Linked DNA regions of Capsicum annuum: region 2 is linked to region 1. The links are chromatin contacts, called in public Hi-C maps. All regions are on one chromosome and are shown on one strand. Each heading gives the region's core, a stretch centred on a gene start, on an enhancer-like site or on the middle of the called end of the contact. The rest is flanking DNA. Distances are from core to core; before and after follow the strand shown.

Region 1 (5,444 bases), core at 2,006-4,505:
ATTGAAAGTGAGAGACAAACCATGATTAATTGAGATATTTATGCAAGATGAGTCCAGTTTTTGTCTCTCTTTCGCGACTTGGCCTACTCAAGAACCACACCAATAGTGCATTTTCTGTCAGCTAAGTTGGGTTGAATTGGTAGGTAGGACGATCATCTCTTCCGCCTTCATGTTAATGAAGCAGATAGGCGATAGCTCAAATTGCATAACTGATAATTGGCCATTTTTCCTGTTCTGAAAATGTATATCATTAATGTATAAATGGTAGCAATCTACAATGTTACAACAGAGTATTGAAGCTATGATTCCGAGTTTCATGCATATCTTTTTCTGTTAATGTATCCGTGCTGCAAAAACAGCTAGCTTCAGTCTTAATAATTGAAAGTACTTGGTTAACCCTGTTGATTGATTTCTCACTTATTAAAAACTTGCATCCTCTGTTGTTGGTCTCCTCAAGAAATAACGCAGGCTATTTGCAAGAACCTGCAAGGATCAAGACCGAAAATTGTCAATAATTTTCTTTAACCTATCAAGGTCTAATAACAGAAATCGTATATTGCTTCCACTTTAGCACTGGTTACCTGTTGAAGGGGTTTGATCAAAGCCTTGCCCTTGTAGCTGACATGAAATTTTGCCTTAGCGAGCAATCCCTGCGCCAAAGAATTTTTTTTAACTCTGTGCTAGCTACTGCTGCTGCTACTTATTAGTCGGTACAACCACTTCCTAAGCAGTTTAGTGAATGATTCAGAAAAACTCCTCAAATAGTCTCACCTCAGTATCGAACTCTCCAGATTCAACATCAACGTTTATGTCAGTAATGATCTTGACAAGATCAACTATCAATCCAGGTCTGTCTGCTGTCTCGACACAGAGTAAGCTGCAAAATAGAGGCATTTTACTATTCTCTTCAAGTGGTGCACTCAATGGATCACTTAATAGTTGATAATTCAGTTTAGAAGTATCGGCATGTACTGATCAGAACCAAGACACAGACCGTACCTTCTTTCAGGACCATCGTCATATACATGGATATGGGTCGCTATGTCCACGTCAATCTGAAAATTTTCAGCACAGACAACAAAGTAAGATTTAAACTTGTACTAGAAAGATAGCTATTTCGTCATTACTAATCGCATGCAAAGATGAGCAGTAACCTTGCACATTCAGAAAACAACCCCACTCCACACACACACAAAAGAAATATATATACACACAACATGCCCACATGATGTTCAAAATAACCAATATAGACGTGCATAATTAATGGCGTATGCACCCATTGGAGGTGAGGACAGCATATGAAGGCGATTAACAACCTTCTGATATGGTTGAAAAACACCAAAAGCTTCCCCCATAGCTAATCTGGAGCTAGATTCCTGCACCAGAAATTGCAGTAAGAAGAAGAAGCTATATATGAATCCCTCAGGAGGTACAGTCAAACAACTGATGCACAACAACTTTCTGAAGTTTCTACCGGGTGATATTCCATCATATTGTTGATGATCGTCAAACGAATTGCTTCAAGCAGCTCTGGATCATCGACCTTCCTACCCGTAGAACTAAAAAAAAGTCCCAATAGCGAAACAATAAGAACTTCAATCAGGAAACTAATGCCGTTAGCCCCATAATAAAAGATTCATCTGAAAGTATTTTCCAATATTTCAGATATCTGATGACTGATAGTATGCAACGACTAAGAAAGTACTCTGACATACAGAAAAATCACCTAGCAGCATAAAGGAATCTACAACATGAACTTACGCTTTTGTGATGGCAAATGTGTTATGCTTCCCAGATGAATCAAGACAGACATTAGCCTTAACAACATTCAGCCCGAGGTTTTTCAGTGCATTCATCTAAAACACATTTTGCAAATCAAGACAAGAACTGGAAGCAATAGCACTCAACACTTGAATCATAAAGAGTAAGAGATTCTTACTGTGTCGAGAAGTGCACCAAGGCGATCCCCAAATGTAACCTCTACAACCGTTGCTTCTGGATCTGAATCCAAATCGATTACAACTTTGGGCATTGGAACTGCAGTCTCCTGTGAACTTCCATCCTGCTTGATCAGTTACATGAATCAAAAAACAAACATATCAATCGCAAACGAAAAATAAACAACAAGGTACAATTACTTCAATGGTTATATGCTAGTTACCTCCACAGCTGTAGCTGCAGATGCTTTTGGAATAATTCCATTCCCAGCTAAAGCTAATCTGGAAAAAAACAAAGTAGATTGATTTAAATTATTTCCAAGTCCATATAAGTACTAAACTTTAGCAAGTCCATATATTCAATTCAAATATTGTGTAAGGTTAAAATATTGCCCATGGCAGAATCTTAGTAGCTCAATTGGTTGACTACCTGAACTTTCATCATTTTGCCTTGTTGGTGAGGGTTCGATCCTCGTCTTGTCATCCCCCATTTCCCCTTTCCCTCCCCCCCCCCCCCCCAAAAAAAAAACACACACACCACCACCACCACCACCACACACACACAAAAAAAAAAATTGTCCTTTCCTAATTGACCAATGGATAAAAATTTTAGATGCTTTTTATGATCTCAACACATAGTAAAGCATTTATCCAGCTGCATTTCAAATCTTGTGACTAAGTCAAAAGACATTAGTTGACTACTCACTACTCACAAATCTACTAGAAAACATATATATAAAAAACATGGAAGAAAATAAGATTTCAAAATTACAATTAGAAAAATTATTAATTCTTCTTCTTCCTACAATCAATAAATAACAAATTGGCTAAGGTGAATTAAACGAAATTCAAACAAAAAAGCAGCTTACCTCTTGGATGTAATGTGCAATCTCTGAACAGGATTCAAAGCTAAAGATCCATTAAAGAAACCTGGAGTTGAAATGGGCTGCTTCTCTATAAGTTTTAAACTAGTGGATATCCCACAAGAAACCATAGCCACAGCCATTTCAGTTTCAATAATATCAAGAAAGAAGAGAGATTTTTTAAGGAAGACAATAAACTATGTACTAAAAAGTAGAAACTTTATTCCTATTCTTGAAATTCATTTAAGAAAATAAAACTATGGGTAACAGAAAAAGATAATCCATCTGGTTTAAAGAGAAAAAGGAATCAAGTTGATTATTCTAGAAATATCCGCCATTTTAATGGGAAACCACCTATTATTGTCTTTGTGATACTAAGGGCTCGTTTGGTTGGAAACAAGTTAACCAACATTAATTTTGAGACTAATTATTTTATTCTTAAAGTGGGAAAAAAAAAAAATACAGTATTATAATTTAAAATGAGTTATCAATATATTTTATTCTAACTAAATATGAAATAAGCTAATTTTTAAATTAATTTAGTAACTAATTATTCATTATTTCTTGTACCAAATGAGTCCTAATTGATAGGATATACTTCCTCTATCATAAAATAGTTAGCATGTTTTGTTTTTTAAGAATTAATTTGATTAATTTTTAAAATTAAATTAAAGTAGATTAATTTAATATTTAAAAAGTAAAATTTAGATATTAAAAAATTATTAAATATTTAAAAACTATATGAAAAGTCTTATAAGTAGTATTTTTTAATATGATTAAAAAATAAATACTAAAATACTAATTAAAATTACTTTTGAAAAAAATTATGTCAACTATTTTGAGACCGGAGAAATAATACATAAACAACTTGACAGGCACAAATCTGTGGTCCTGTTTTGTCTTTGTTTGATCAAAGCTTAGCCTAACCAAAACCAATCATGAACCACTCTATTCGATATTTTGTACGGATAATTAATTTAGGTATGGTTAAGTAGTTGGTTCGGATTATGTTAGTATTGTTAAAATAAATTAGTTATTAAATAATATATACTATATGATTTCAAAATAGAATTAAGATTTTATCAAGTATGTATATTACTTTTAATTTTAAAATAAGTCGTACTCATTAATTTCACAATGATTATTATGTTTTAGAAGACATTTAAATCTTAAAAAGCTATTTTTTAAATCAAATCGTGTAATAACTCATTTTCAAGAAAGATTTACTTAGAATCACTCATTTAAGCCTCTTTCTTGAAATTCTTTAAAGATGGTACGTTATCAGACATTTCTTACAATTTTTTTTCAAGGATAAACTTGCACATTTCCTTAACATCCTTATCATTAATATTTTTCACATCTTTAAAATAATCATATATATCTTCATAATTTAGATTTTTCCTCTCCTCAAAACTTAATACATAACACATTTACTCCATCAAGCTAACCTCTTTTATCACATGTTTATGCTTCAAATATTTTCTTATCCAAAATATTTATCCTTCTCTCCTATTCCTTTTTCTTTCTCCTCTAAATTTTCTAACCCTAAATCTGTCGTGCTTCCCACTTTTTCATCCAGAAGTTTGGCATTGCCCATATCCACTTCAACACGCCAGATGGGGAAAAAAAAAAAGTTAAATAGCTGATCTGTTGAGGACATATAGTCTATGTAGATAAGTGACAATGTGAAACAGAAGTTATGTAAAAACGAATGGTTTAGTTTGACTTTGATTAAAAAATTTAAGAAAATAAAGAAGATTTTTAAATTTTGTAATTCTAAATTAAAGTTATATCAAACACATCAAAATATCCTTTGATCTTGTGATCATAAACATATTATGTGAAAAGTTACGATTAAAGATTTGCTAAAAAAAAGAGGAATGAATCATTCCTTTTAAACAGATTAAAAAAAAAAAAACAGGTTATTTTTATCGAAACAAAGGTAGTAAGTACCTTTCCCTCAACAGTCCCAACATATGAGAACATAACACCATCCGTACTACGTCGTGGTATAATTGGTGGCTTTATTAGTGGAGATCTTCGTTTTTTTCCTTTTCCTTTTAAGTAGGTATCTATGCACAAATACATACATGTATTATAAGTTTTGATTAGGCAGCTTGATATCAGATACATTATTTTGAATTCATTGTATGAATTTGTATTGAATACACTAGATGAAATTGATTTTGAATACATTAAATTAATGCTAGATACATCAAATCAATACTAGGTACGTATGGATAAATATATGAAATTAATACCAGATACACATAATAGATATACGAAATTAATACTAGATATATAGTTTCAGGCAAAATTTCGTATATAGTTATCTTAGACACCTCTTAACTAATTTCTTAGTCTTAACTTCCAATATTTATATCCCCATGTATTTAGGGAGGATTTATACCAAAACACGAAAACTTTTTTTCTCTCTCTTTTCAAGTACAATAGAGATCAATAAAGAAAGGAATAAGAATAAGCACGCTTTTTCAACTTTTTCATATCTCTTTCTATATATGTATATGCAGGTGTATATAATATCATCAATGAATTTTATGAAGTTAATCCATATCTGTCAAACCCCTTTTTTAGCTCGAAAGTGTCGAGTCGAAGAGTTTTTTCAATTAAAGTGATGATATTG
Region 2 (5,444 bases), core at 1,097-3,596, 140 kb after region 1:
TCTTCTTCTCTTCCCCATCAACTAAGATTAGCAACTCATTTTTTGGTTTCAATACAGCAGTGTAAACATGGGTTAGTTTGTCAGAAGGTACAGATGGTGGAAACTTAAGGTGGTGCTCAATGTACTCCCCGCTCTTAGGATTCTTATGTTTCAAGATGAAGTGAATCTTGTTGGTGCCTCCACATTTATCAGGTCCAAACATTATAGTATAGGGAGACTCATTGCTGAATTCCTTGGGAATCCACCCCGCCTCCTGGGGGCGGAGGTATTTAAGATAAGCACCACCACATTCAAGTCCTTCCTGGAGGCGAACTTCATATTGAAGAACCACAGTTCCATCTTTGAGGCTGACAACATTGTCAAGTTCCTTAACAATCGCATATCTCCTTGCCTTCTCACTCACAAGAAGCCCATAGTCATCATGTCCTTCACTCTTGGCATGTTTCCACACACCTGAGACACAATTACAACTCCATATGAACACTTGAAACTGAAACAACCAAAGAGTGACTCGACATTGTATAAATAAAGACATTGCACAATGATATAAGGCACACGACAATGAGAAATTTATCAACGATCAAAAATTGAGTTAGCACTATAGACATAAAGACATCACACAAACATCTAAGACAGGCTAATATGACATAGAAGCAAGGAATTCTATTTCTTCGAAACAAATGGATTTTGGGCCATATCTGTCACCACGGACACAGTTCTTCAGCGTACACAAAGTATTTCAACTCCAGGTTCATACGTTGAGCGGGTGGCAAATATCTTAATGGATTTGAATAATGGTATATATTCAATTGATTACACCAAGCATTTTTATCACCTTCTTTGCCTTGATTATGTAGGTATAGACTGATGTTGTCACAAGAAACATAATAGAGATATTAAATTCAAGAACCATCCCTTATTTTTTAGTTGTACAAGACTTGAAACACATTAATCAACATAACTCTAAGTTTCTACTTCAAACATTTTGCTACTATTTCACTACCTCCACCACCTTCAGCCAAGGCTAGAACAGCAATTAGATACATGTTGTGAAACATGAATCTGAAAGATATTCGCCAAGTACATAATAGTAGGAACATCTAGCATATACCAATATAATGTACAACCATAAAACAATAAGGTATCCATGAACTCATTCATAATGGCTAATGCCACATCAGGTACCTCAGTTCCATTAACATAAAAAGGATGAACCTCGTCACCATACTTAAATGCATTCATTCGACAAAATTCAAAATTATCACTATATGGAACAGTTACAACTTACCAAGGACATGACTCTAGATAGGAAAAATGTGGAGTACACGTATTAGGGTAGAAGGTTAGTAGGATGAAGACTGGTAGTTGTAGCATTTCACGGGTAGTATCTTGTTCTTGGAGTTTTTGGGTATTGTTTGTGATTTAGGAAAGATTCTTGGTGGTATTATTTGGTAATATTCTTGCTTCTGATACTGTCTATTGTTTTTATTGTCTGTTGTTTTGTTTGTTTTTACTACCTTATGTTTCTTGTTCTTATATTATGTTTTTTCCTATGTTGTTTGGTCTCGAGATGGGAGTCTATCGGAAACAGTCTTTCTACTTCACTGAGTTAGTGGTATGGACTACATACATTCTACCCTCCCGACCCCACGAAGTGAAAATATACTGGGGTCGGGTATGTTGTTGTTGTTAAATACTTTAAACCAAAAAGAGAAAATGAGAACAGTCAACCGTCCACAACATTTTATACTTTCATTTCGGATTACTGTTTCATTCGTATAACTTTCCTAAGATTCGACAATTCAAAATTCAAATTTTCAGATATAAATAAATCAAATTCCATAAAAACACTTACCATTGAACTCCTCTTTCTCAGACACAATCCAACGTCCATGAAATGTCTTATCGAATGGCTCGTAAACTTTCTACAATTAACAAAAGAATGAACACATTACATGCTATATATGCATCGTTAAAATGATCTAGTAGACACACTATTGCAAACACAAACATGAACATAATCACATATTACATACACTGTAATTACTAATTACAGATCGATATCTATCTTACCACATCGGAAGAAGCGTAGAGTTGAGAGACGAAGCAACTGATCAATAACAACAATGAATGTCGTGTCCAAATCCTCCAATTCCTCTCTCCCATGGCCAAATAAATGGAGTATTAACTGATGAAAATAGATGAAGAAAATAACAGAAATCTGAAATAGGAAAAAACACAAACAATACGAAACAAATGTGTATAGATCAAGAAGAATAAGTCTCCAAAAAAAGGATTAACTGAATGAAATTTGCGGGAGGAGATATTCAAAGTATAAATAAATGTGGCGTCGAGTTCGGTTCGGTTAGCCAAATGTATTTTATGCCACGTGATAGTGGACCAATGATTATATTCCACGTTGCAGGGGAAGTTGGATCTACGATTTGGACGGTTAATTCCAGGCAAAATTACTTTATCAACCTCAGCTATCTCACTTTTGTAAGTTGGACATTTTGGACCCCTTAAATCCATCAAATATCAATATTTTGCACCTTTTGACCATTGACATGGTGACTAGGACAAAGAAAGTGTAACCACTCGCCTAGGGGTGCGAGTAGACGTTAATTTTACATTAAAATAATTTTAAAAAATATATATATGTATATTAAAATTAAAAAAAAAAAAAAGATCCTTTTTTTCCCTGCATCTTTTAAATTTTAAAAATATTTTTAAAAATTTTAAAAAAAATTAAAAATATTTTTAAAAATTTAAATAAATTAAAAATATTTTTAAAAATTTTAAAAAAATTAAAAAGGTTCCTTTTTTCCCTCCATCTTTTATAATTTAAAAATATTTTTAAAAATTAAAAAATCATTTTAAAAAAATTTTAAAAAAATATTTTTTCCCTCCCCACCCCACCCCAGACCATCCCCACCCCCACACCCCACTCAGCCCGTCTCCACCCCCACACCCCCAGCCCCTCATTTTTTTCCTCCATCATTTTTAATTTAAAAATAATAAATTTAAAATTTTTTTCCAACCCCACCGCCTCTCCAACCCATCCCTACCCTACCCAACCTCCCCTACCCCCCCCCCCCCCCATCCCCACCCCACCCAGCTCCACCCACCCCTCTCCCCCAGCCCTTCACCCCACCCCAGCCCATCCAGCCCCACGTAACCCCTCCTCTTCCCAAGCCCCCAACCTACCCAGCCCCACGCAACCCCTTCCCCAGCCCCTCGCCTCACCCAACCCGCTTTCTCCAGCCCTCCACCCCACCCCACCCCTCCCCTAGCCCATCACCCCACCCCACCCCACCCCACCTATCCTCAAGCAGCCCCCACCTCACTCAGCCCTTCCCCAACCCCCCAGCCTCACCCAACCCCTCGCCCCACAATTAATTTAAATTAAATATTTTAAATATGTAAATCATCTTTAAATTAATTAATTATTTAAGTAAAATTTATTTAAATTACGTAAGAATTTTAAATTTGATAAATTAATTAATTTAAATAAATTAATTAGTTAAGAATTTTAATTAATTAATATTTTACTAATTTAAATTTAAAATTTATTTTAATTAATTAAATTAATTTTAATATTTAATTAATTTTAATGTAATACTTTTTTATTATTTTTTATTTTAAAAATAATTATTCAAATTTTTCTATAATTTATAAATTTTTCTTATTTAATTAAATTAATTTTAATATTTAATTTGTATGTAGCATTTTAAAAATGACTTGGAATTTAATGTAATACTTTTTCTATTTTAAAAAAAAAATTAAAATGACATGGCAGATATGGCTGACGTGGCAGCTGACGTGGGAGAAAGTGTGTTACACTCACCAAAAAAGTATTTAAAATGTTGTTTTTTAGTAGGTTCAGGGGTCAAGATGACAAACATATAAGTAGAAGTGTCTAACTTACAAAATCGACATAGTGTAGGGGTCCAGGAGGTCATTTTGCCTTAATTCTATAATTTTGATTTGGTTAGAAGTACTCCCTTAGTGTCTTTTTTTTGGGGGGGTCTCTCAAGATATCTCCACAGCCGGCAACCGTGAGACTAATTCTCTATTCCTACTATCAGCGCACTAAGCGATAAGGAACGGACCACAGCACTAAGCGGTAGGAAATTGGCCACAAAGTTTTTTTCATTCACCAGAGGTGAGGTGTTGAACCACCACATCAACCCTTGTGGTTCCTTAGTGTCATTTTAGTTCATCTCATTCCATTTATACGTGATTAAAATATCATAAATCAGATAATGAAATTTATGATGTTATCCCTTACTCATATTAATGATAGTCATCGAGCATAGAAATAGAGATTGAAATTGTAACTTTCAAATTTAATGTATACTATTAATCGTAGAGATAAAATTTTAAGAAAAAATTATCATGATTTAGTAAGTGATCAATTAATATAGGACATTTATTTTTAGTAATATACTTCCTCCATTCCAAAATAAATAAATTGTTGAGCTATTTTTCAATGTCCAAAATAAATGAATTGTTCATTCAATTTTTTTTTAATGAATGTGTCATACCCCAATAATTTAATTATTTTGAAATGGAGGGAGTACGAACTAAAATGGGACAAAGGAGTAATCCATTAATTTATATCTATATCTATTATGAAGCAGAGGACGAAGCATCAAGAAAAGCCAAGTGGCAAGATGCTAAGAAGCCATGTGTCAGTTTTTAGGACAAGTTTAATGGTAGTGTAATAAAATTTTTATAATTAATGAAGTTGAAATAACATTATCCTTTATAAAGTTTATTAATTAGTTTAAAATAGAAACACACTATGAAAGAGTTCTAAATAAACTCTTATATTTCATAAACTTATATGTATCAAATATAATGATAAAAATATTATTATTATTATTAATATTATATTATTGATAAATAAAAATAATATATATTTGTGATGTATATCTAAAGCTTATCCTTACTTGCAATTATTTTAAAGTTTAAAATATAAATTAGAATTTAATAATTAAATTCAAAGTATATATTTACTTGAAATACCTTTATATATTTAAGTTGTCAATTAATTTTTATAAAAAAAAAATTAACAAAAAAACAAAAGAAAGATAGAAAAGAAAAGAAAAAAAAATTCAAAAAAAAAAACGTGAGAAAAAGGTAAACTACAAGAAGATAATTAAGAGATTGTTAATTTTAAATTTAAAATAATTATAAAATAAAACTAAATATTGGAAATAGTTAGTTTTCACACTAGAGAGTTATGATTGGACTCTTATTGTTATTTAACCAATCATATAAGATGTTCTCTATTTTATCAAAAAAAAAATTGAATTTCAATTGGAGATACAATATCTTCTTAAACATAAAATATTTTTTTTAAAAAAAATATTATATGTATTTATTCCATATATGTATATCTATATCTATATCTTCTATATTAATAATGAGTTAAAAGA

What was found. A called contact is a pair of places that touch in the nucleus more often than the background predicts.
Region 2: a Hi-C map of bud shows a contact between it and region 1, with 2.7 times the contacts expected there. The contact joins the promoter of LOC107876000 here to the promoter of LOC107875996 in region 1. A contact is called at or near these places in 3 of 5 Hi-C or Micro-C datasets (bud, leaf and placenta).

What each region holds. Positions count from the first base shown.
Region 1 is chr6:206,111,186-206,116,629 of UCD10Xv1.1, forward strand. LOC107875996 (ACT domain-containing protein DS12, chloroplastic) reads right to left here and starts at 3,256. Exons shown (of 10, transcript XM_016722941.2): 1 at 2,807-3,256; 2 at 2,162-2,219; 3 at 1,940-2,062; 4 at 1,762-1,856; 5 at 1,475-1,559; 6 at 1,317-1,376; 7 at 1,000-1,055; 8 at 772-877; 9 at 582-650; 10 at 224-483. The coding sequence starts at 2,943. The coding sequence ends at 421.
Region 2 is chr6:206,256,652-206,262,095 of UCD10Xv1.1, forward strand. LOC107876000 (calnexin homolog) reads right to left here and starts at 2,347. Exons shown (of 6, transcript XM_016722949.2): 1 at 2,074-2,347; 2 at 1,856-1,925; 3 at 1-453. The coding sequence starts at 2,166.